Linked DNA regions of Mus musculus: region 1 is linked to region 2. Evidence: chromatin contacts called from public HiChIP or PLAC-seq data. All regions are on one chromosome and are shown on one strand. Each heading gives the region's core, a stretch centred on a gene start, on an enhancer-like site or on the middle of the called end of the contact. The rest is flanking DNA. Distances are from core to core; before and after follow the strand shown.

Region 1 (4,210 bases), core at 795-3,294, 210 kb after region 2:
CCACAGATCAAATTCGGGGATATCATCAGGCTTGGTGGGGCCAGTGCTTTAATACTCATAGATATTTCAAAAGTCCATTTATTTTTGGTTATTTAACTCATATATCTCTGAGTCACCACTCAAGTCTGCCATTATCATGCACCCAAGGTCCCCTGACACAGATGACAGATATTATTTCATAAGTATAAGAGATGTTCCTTGAGTACAGTGTGGATGCTTCCATAATACCTCCAGCTAGTCTGTTGTGTCTCTATCCCCTTCCCCAGAGTAATCCCTCTATTTTGAACACACACACACACACACACACACACACACACACACACACACACTTAGAGAATATGTGAAGTGGGGAGAAGTAGCAGCAGTGTTGAAGAAAGTGGTTTCTGTGTCCCTCTGCAGGCAGATGCTTGTGCTGTCTCAGCTTTCCACAGGAAAGACTGAATAAGTCAGCCAACTCATTAAGGACACTGTATATCTAATACTGAGACTATGCTTCAAATACATCATTAAGCACAAATTATGGACACAATGAGCATTTAGAATGGCTGGGGTTTCATCTTTCCAAAATGTATGAATCTTGGTGCTGGGTAGACATGAGCGAAAACACCAACCATGGTTTTTGAGATCTCTTATAAGTCCCATCATTCACAAATTCTTTGACCACACAATTTAGAACAGTCATTTCTTTAAAAGGTTGCTGTGAAGGTTTAAAAAGATATACAAATAGCTTTTGTTGTGTTTTGTTGTATCTGAGACAGGGTTTCACTATTTAGCCCTGGCTGACCTGAAACTCACTATAGACACCTGGTTTGTCCGAATCTCTTTCCCAAGTTTTGGGATTAAGGTATGAATTACCACATCCAGTTTAAATAATGTTTGTAATCATAACCTGAAAATGGGTAGAAAGTTACAATGAACACAAAATATTGTCAATTCCAGGACAATATTCCAGTTACTTTAGCATATGAAACTGAGCAAAATCCCGAGTCTTCAAGCCTATGTTTTCATGTAGTCAAGAGTGTTAGTCAAGAGTGTGTCACCTCCTTCCTAGGTTCTGATTAACTTCAATCAGGAGTATAGGCAGAAGCTCATATATTTCAAGAAAAGTTTGCTTTTAAGCCTTCCAGCCTCAAGAACACAGAAAACAGGGCAGATTTTCTACCTTATCATTTCAAAGAGTGCAAGTGTTTTGAAGAACAGCACAGGGAGGCTACATGAGAAAAAGAGAGAAACTGACACATCTACAGCCCTGAACTATTGAAGCTCTAGAGAACCTGCTCCTCCTTCATCTGATAGGTTTATATCACACTGTCCACAGAAATAATAATGGCACAGAGATCTTCTTGCATCCTTATCTCTGCTGACAGAGTGTCATCCTTAACAAGGAGGCTAAACACATGCCAAGGGCACACGACTTTGTGCTTTCCAAATATTCATTGCCTTCTGTAGCATCCTGCAAATACTGTGAGAAGGAACTCCAGAGATGTTTGTTGATTATTGTGACTATAGCATTAGCAGAATCTGAGCAGCCCACCAGTGTGCTTGATGAAGAAGGAGGTTAGTTATTAGAAACTGAACACAGAATGGGCTTCTTTGTTGGTTTGTTTAAACAGATATAGGAGCAGTCCCCAAACTGTAAAGCAAAAGAGCAGTAGCTTCCTCTAAGCTCTGTGCAACTGAGTTCTGAATTTAGAGATGAATGTAAACTGTTAAAGAGCATCATTATCACTGAAAGATACAGTGCTGCAGATGGAATGAAATTGAGTGACACTCCAGTTTTGCTTCTTTAACCAAAGTACAGCATAATATAGGAAGTAAAGAACTTGCATTACCAGGTAATAAAACAGAGGAGTTGAAAAGGAGAAAAAAGGTTTTTGTTTTCTTAAGTTCTATCTTCTAAACACATTTTTGTGAAAACAAACAAACAAACAGCAACCAAAACCACACATAAACATACAAAAATACATATACATATGTACACACACACATATATATATATATTGTGTGTCTCTGTCTATGTATCTGTGTGTGAATGTATATGTGTATATGCATATATATTTATTTCCCTGGCTTTGTTGTAAATGACTTTAGTTCTGAAACCATAACTGCCCAATCCTTTATGTCGACAGAGACACAATATTAATCCCACATTCAAACCTTCCAGTCAGATCCTTGGACTGTAGTACTATCATTGCACAGTTGCAATCTGCTCTTCCTGTCCCGGGCTGAGGCCAGGGAAACCTGGTATAGTCACCATCCCACAAGAATAGGCTGATCACTTGCTTCACTGGGAGGACTTGCTTATCCAGGCCAGTGTCCCACCTCTTGGTGCATCTGTCTTTTAAGGTGCAACATTTATATCATGAAATATGGTAAACTTCACAGATCTTAGGAAAACCACAAACAGCTCTATTTTGAGATTTCCTGTTCTTGCATTTACACTGTTCATTTATACTCATAGCAATTTTAACACTGCCTTATATGCCTAAACACATAGTCCTTGATGGGCTCAAGCACTCAGAGCAAGGAAATGAAGAAGATGATTCAGGAATGTAATAAGCAATAACCAGTAACTAGTCATGAAGTCTGAAATTATATTTGACAGCAAAAAAAAATTTAAAGGCTAAATTTATCTACAGCAAAGAACAGCAAATAGTAACTAACCAACAGACACTAACAACTACAAACTAGTTATTATTTGTGCAGTCAAAGTCCTGGGATATAGAAATATCCTAGTGACGATGTGGTATGTGCCCTATTTATAAGGTTCTCTACATGGCTCTGTGTGTCATTCAGGAAAAACATGACTCCCCAGGGAGCAAAGGGTGTCCATTCTCCTGACCCAAGCTGCTCTGTGTACGAGGAGGGAAGATGACTTCTGCTCTGTTAAGCCAGATTTCAGAACATTTCTTGCCTTAACAGCTCATCTCTCTGTTCACACAGCAGACTGAGACCTATGGTTAAAACTTTTAGCTGATAACTAGTCACAAAGCTTTGCATGAAACACACAAAGAAGACAACATTTTATTTTTAACTTTCCTTTGCACTGCTCACTGATGCAGGGACTTAGTCCATTCTCTTTTCACAGATATATGGCTGTCTTTTACCACAGTCATCATCATGAAGACTTGCCATACTGAAATATGTACAGTCTCCTTTGACTGTAGTGATTTTATTACCACCAAAACAAACAATCAAACAGACAGTTATTAAAATTTGAAGCTTATATTGTTGAAGGTCATGAGTTAAGGAAACACTGTATTGACAACATGCACAGAATATAGAATTACTTATATGTATATCTATGTACACACATGCACATACATCCACACAAAAAAATAATAAATATTTAAAACAAATTAAATATAAAAAATAATTTAAAAAGATAGAAATTCTTTTCGATAATACTAATTTTGTCCAGCAAGCAAAATTATTTTTCAGCATTACTGAAATAATAAGTGATTAGTGTATATTGAAGTTATTTTTGTGAGACACTTTGTGCAATGATGACAGATTAAAAAGAAGAAATAAATGTTTGTGGCACCTGAGTAGATCTCATATGCATGGTTTTTAAAGAGAAAAATTATTTGTTTAGGATAATTAAAAGATAGATTGTGAGTACTATTTTACTGTTTTTAATTGTTTATTTTTATTTTTATTTTTTATTTTTATTTTTTTGCAGGAAAACCAGGAAAATTTACAGAAATGTAAGAGCTTGAACATTAATTTACCAGGCACCAGTTCTTTTATTTTTCCAATTTTTATTTGATATTTTCTTCATTTACATTTCAAATGCAATACCAGAAGTCCCCTATACCCTACCCCCACCCCCGCCGTGCTCCCCTACCAAAACACTCCTACTTCTTGGCCCTGGCATTCCCTGTGAGCATCCACTTCTGTATTTGCGATGCACTGGCATAGCCTCACAGGAGACAGCTATATCAGGGTCCTTCCAGCAAAATCTTGCTGGCATACGCAATAGTGTCTTCATTTGGTTACTGATTATTGGATGGATCCCTGGGTGGGGTAGTCTCTGGATGATTCATCCTTTCGTCTGAGCTCTAAACTTTGTCTCTGTAACTCTTTCCATGGGTATTTTGTTTGCTATACTAAGGAGGAATGAAGTATCCACACGTTGGTCTTTCCTCTTGAGTTTCATGTGTTTTGCAAATTGTATCTTGGGTATTCTAAGTTTCTGGGGTAATATCCA
Region 2 (4,572 bases), core at 596-3,095:
CTATGCTTCAAATGCACCATTAACACCTGCACAGGATATGGATACAATGAGAACATAGAAGGACCTGGGCCTTGTCTTCCCACAATTCATGAGTCTGTGAAATGAGTAGACATGAGTGGAAGCACCAACCTAGGCTCGTGACTTCTCATAATTCCCATCATTAAAAAGTTCTTTTACCACATAAATTACTCCAGCCATTTCTTTACAAAGTTGCTTTGAAGGTTTAAAAAGATACACAAATAGCTTTTGATGTGTTTTGTTATGTCTGAGAAAGTGTTTCACTATTTAACCCTGGCTGGCCTGCACCTCACTATAGGAACCTGGTTTGCCTGAGTTTGTTTCCCAAGTTCTAGGCATAAGGTATGAATCAACACACTCAGTTTCAAATAAAGTTTGTAATGATAATCTGGTAAATGGGTAGAAAGATGCATTCAACATTGAAAATTATTATTTGCAGTGCAACATTCCATTTTTTTAAAACCTATAAAACTGAGCAAAACACTGAGCCTTCAAGCCTGTGTTTTTCACGTAGTTAAGAGTGTTTCACCTACTTCCTAGGCTTCGAATCATTGTAATCAGGAGTATAGACAGAGCTCATATATTTCAAGAAAACTTTTTTTGAGCCTTCTAGTCTAAAGAAGATACTCTAAGACACAAAATGGGGTAGATTTTCTACCTGATCATTTCAAAGAGTGCAGGTGTTTTAAAGGACAGGACAGGGAGAGTGCATGAGAAAAAGAGAGAAGCTGACACTTCTACAGCACTGCAACATTGTTGCTCTACAGAACATGTCCCTCCCTCATCTGAGAGGTTTATATCACACTGCCAACAGAAATATTAATTGTATTGAGGCCTTCTTGCCTGCTTATCTTTGCTGAGAGGGTCTCATCTTTACAAGGAGGCAAACCACATAGAGAGGGCACATTTCTTTGTGCTTTAAGCATATTGTTTGTCTTGTCTAACAGCATGTAAAGACTGTGAGCACAAACTTCAGAGCTGTTTGTTCATTACTGTGACTATAGCATAATCAGGAGCATAGAGACTTTCCAGTGTGTTCAATGAAGAAGGAGGGTAGTTAATAGAAACTTAATAGAGAGGGTGTTTATTTTTTGTTTGTATATTTGTTTGTTTAAACCGATATAGGATTATGCCCAAAACTGCACAGGCAAAGAGTAGCAGTTTCCTCTATGCCTTGTACAACTGAGCTCTGAATTTATAGATGAATGTAAACTGTTAAGGAACAAAATTATCATTGAAAGATATAGTGACAGCAGTTGTAGTGAAATTTAGTGACAGTCCAGTTTTGTTTCCTTACCAACGTGCAGCATAATATAGGAAGTAGCGAATTCACATGACCAGCTAATAAACCAGAGGAGTGAGAAAGGACAAAATATTTTGTTTTCTTAAGTTCTGTCTTCTAAATTCATTTTTTTTTTGAAAAAAGCAGACAACAAACAAAACATAAACACAAAAAATACATATACATATATACATATATATATGCATATGTATGCATATATATTTATTTTCCCGGTTTTATTGTAAAAGACTTTAGTTTTGGAACCACAATTGTCCAATCCTTTATATTGAGACAGATACAATATTAATCCCACATTCAAACCTTCCAGTCAGCACCTTGGACAATAGTGCTATCATTGCACAGCTGCAAGCTGCTTTTCCTGTCCCAGGCTGAGGTGAGGAAAACCTGTTGTAGTCACCAGACTACAGGAAAGGGCTGATCACTTGCTTCACTGGGAGGACTTGTTTATCCTGGCCAGTATCCCACCTCTTGGTGCATCTGTTTTTAAGGTGCAACATTTACACCATGAAATATGGTAAACTTCACAGGTCTCAGGAAAACCACAAACAGCTCTATTTTGAGATTTCCTGTGCTTGTATCCACCCTGTGCATTTATACTCACAGCTATTTTAACTTTCTGCCTTATATGCCAACACATATAATCCTTGATGGGCTCAAGCACTGAGTGCAAGGAATGAGGAAGATGATCCAGGAATGTAATAAACATGATAACAGGGGCCCACATAAGGGTTTCTTGTGGATATCAGGACTCTTTAATACCCAGGGATACAATTATTCACTTTTGGAGAAGACAGTAAGGAAAAAATCCATAAGACCTTTGCCTCTTCAGTCCCTTTTTCTCTCACTGTGTCATACTTCAGAGAAGAGACTTTAATCCAGCTCCACTGCATCCTCTGTGGAGTCTTCAGGATCAGATCATCATCCTTAAAGCACTCATTGTCTATAATTTATTTCTTTTTCCTGGTGTATGGTCTGCTGTAGTTCAGGATGACAATGCAGTTGAGGCAGCCCAGAAACACATGATCTTATTCCTCCTAACTTGTGAACTCTTGGATGACAGGGTGATCTACCATATCCGGCCTTTGTATTATTTGTAGTTTTGAAAATGTATTTTTTTCTTATTTTCATGAGAAGTTTTTTTGCTGGCTCATCATCCAATAAGCCTAGGGATCCCAATATTAAATTCAAAATCCTACCTGAGGTTCAACTTATACCTTAATCTTTGTAACAAACAGCTTTCACACATTTTAACTAAGACATAGAAGAATAATAGCACAATATTCAAGTAATCTCAGATATTATGCATAGTCTTGATAACAGTATGGAGTAGACATATTGCTAGTAGCTACTCTTAAATAGCACCCAGATTTGATAAGAAAACCCACCCACATTTAACATCTAAGTGATTTTTTAGTCTAAGGACATATTTTTCTGGTTGCTTTTCGTTTCAAATCACTACAAAGCTGAAGCAGCCGATTTTAGTGCAAGCATTTCCAGGCATCCAACATGGGCGAAGAAACAGCTGCTCCCTGGGAATACTAAAGTTTTTCCATGCCACTCTAGGACTACTGAGGGTCAAACCATTGTTGACCAAACAACCACTGGATTGTCAGTCTCCCAGGGAGTGACAATGATTGTAAAACTACTCCAAGTGTTGAGACACAAGCCACGAGAACCAAGAAAATAAGTGAGTCCTCCTCTCTTCATTTTGATTCAACTGTTGTTAAACTTATAGCATTACAGAACTAATAAAACCTTATATATGTTGCCTTAAGATTACTAGTTTGAACACAAATGGCCCTAATAGGTCTGTTTAGGTTCCATGTATCCAATATACTGTGCACATCTAAAGCTACCTTCATTGATTCTTGGGTGTCTCCCTTACTTGAGTTCTATGTCTCATCCTGGACACTGAACCAAACAAACATCAGAGGGGATGGCTTATTTAATTTCACGATTGCTATTTAACAGACTATTAGAGGTCTAATATCCAGTATATACAATGAACTGAAGAAGTTAGACTCTAGAGAATCCAATAACCCTATTTAAAATGTGATACAGAGCTAAACAAAGAATTCTCAACTGAGGAATATCGGATGGCTGAGATAAAACTAAAGAAATAAATGTTCAGCATCCTTAGTGATGAGGAAAATGTAAATCAAAACAACCCTGAAATTCCACCTCATACCAATCAGAATGGCTAAGAGAAAAAACTCAGATGACAGCAGATGCTGGCAAATATCTAGAGAAAGAGGAATACTCCTCAACTTTTTGATGGGATTGCAAGCTGGTACAACCACTCTGGAAATCACTTTGATTGTTCCTGATAAAAGTGGACATAATACTACCTGAGGACCCAGCAATACCACTCTTGGGCATGTACCCAGAAGCTGTTCTAACATATAACAAGGACACATGTTCCACTGTGTTAATAGCAGCCTTATTTTTAATATCCAGAAGGTGGAAAGAACCCAGATGTCCCTCAACTGAGGAATGGATACAGAAAATATGGTACATTTAAACAAAGCAGTACTACTCAGCTATTACAAACAACAAATTTATAAAATTCTTAGGCAAAAGGATGTATCTGAACGATAACATTTTGATTGAGGTAACCCAATCACAAAAGAATACATATGATATGCACTCACTGATAAGTGGATATTAGCCCTGAAGCTAAAATACCCAATATACAATTCAAATGACACCCAAGTATGAGGAATACCATAGTATGGATCCTTTGATCCTTCTTAAAGAGGGAAAAAATACCCATGGAAGTAATTACAGACACAAAGTATTGGTCCTTTCCTTCATACTGAACATTGATGCAGGAACTTAGTCCATTCTCATTTCACAGATACAGGGATGTCTTTTACCACAGTCACTATTGAAAAGACCTGTCACACTGAAATGTACACTGTCTCCCATTTTCTATAGTGATTTCATTACCATCTAATCACTATAAACAAACAATCAAATAGAAAGTTATTAAATTTTGAAGCTTATATTGTTGTAGGTCATAAGTATGGGCTAGAGATTGAAGGAATGACCATCCAGAGACTGTCTTACATGGGGATCCATCCCATATACACTCAACAAACCCAGACACTATTGTGTGTGCCAACAAGTGCTTGCTGAGAGGAGCCAAATATAGCTGACTCCTGAGAGGCTCTGCCAGTTCCCGACAAATACAATTGTGAATGCTTACAGCCTTCCACTGGACTGAGCACTTGTTCCCAATGAAGGAGGTA

Evidence for each region. HiChIP or PLAC-seq counts read pairs in DNA pulled down with a chosen protein or histone mark.
Region 1: a BATF HiChIP or PLAC-seq map of CD8 T cells shows a contact between it and region 2, with 5 read pairs. The contact joins two enhancer-like sites. A contact is called at or near these places in 1 of 39 promoter capture datasets (embryonic stem cells), 3 of 484 Hi-C or Micro-C datasets (the AML12 cell line, differentiating embryonic stem cells and embryonic stem cells), 6 of 115 datasets of contacts at active chromatin or transcription factors (CD8 T cells, cardiomyocytes, double positive thymocytes and 3 more) and 1 of 9 other capture datasets (liver).

What each region holds. Positions count from the first base shown.
Region 1 is chr6:130,235,502-130,239,711 of GRCm38.p6, forward strand. No RefSeq gene overlaps it. Among named protein-coding and RNA genes, the nearest start is that of Klra7, 5.9 kb to the left of the region's middle. Within about 2 kb of position 2,045, at least 14 of the 459 cell types and tissues checked have an H3K27ac peak or open chromatin away from gene starts, as enhancers often do. A contact at or near this core is called in CD8 T cells, where this site is marked.
Region 2 is chr6:130,029,951-130,034,522 of GRCm38.p6, forward strand. No RefSeq gene overlaps it. Among named protein-coding and RNA genes, the nearest start is that of Klra6, 5.3 kb to the left of the region's middle. Within about 2 kb of position 1,846, at least 8 of the 459 cell types and tissues checked have an H3K27ac peak or open chromatin away from gene starts, as enhancers often do. A contact at or near this core is called in CD8 T cells, where this site is marked.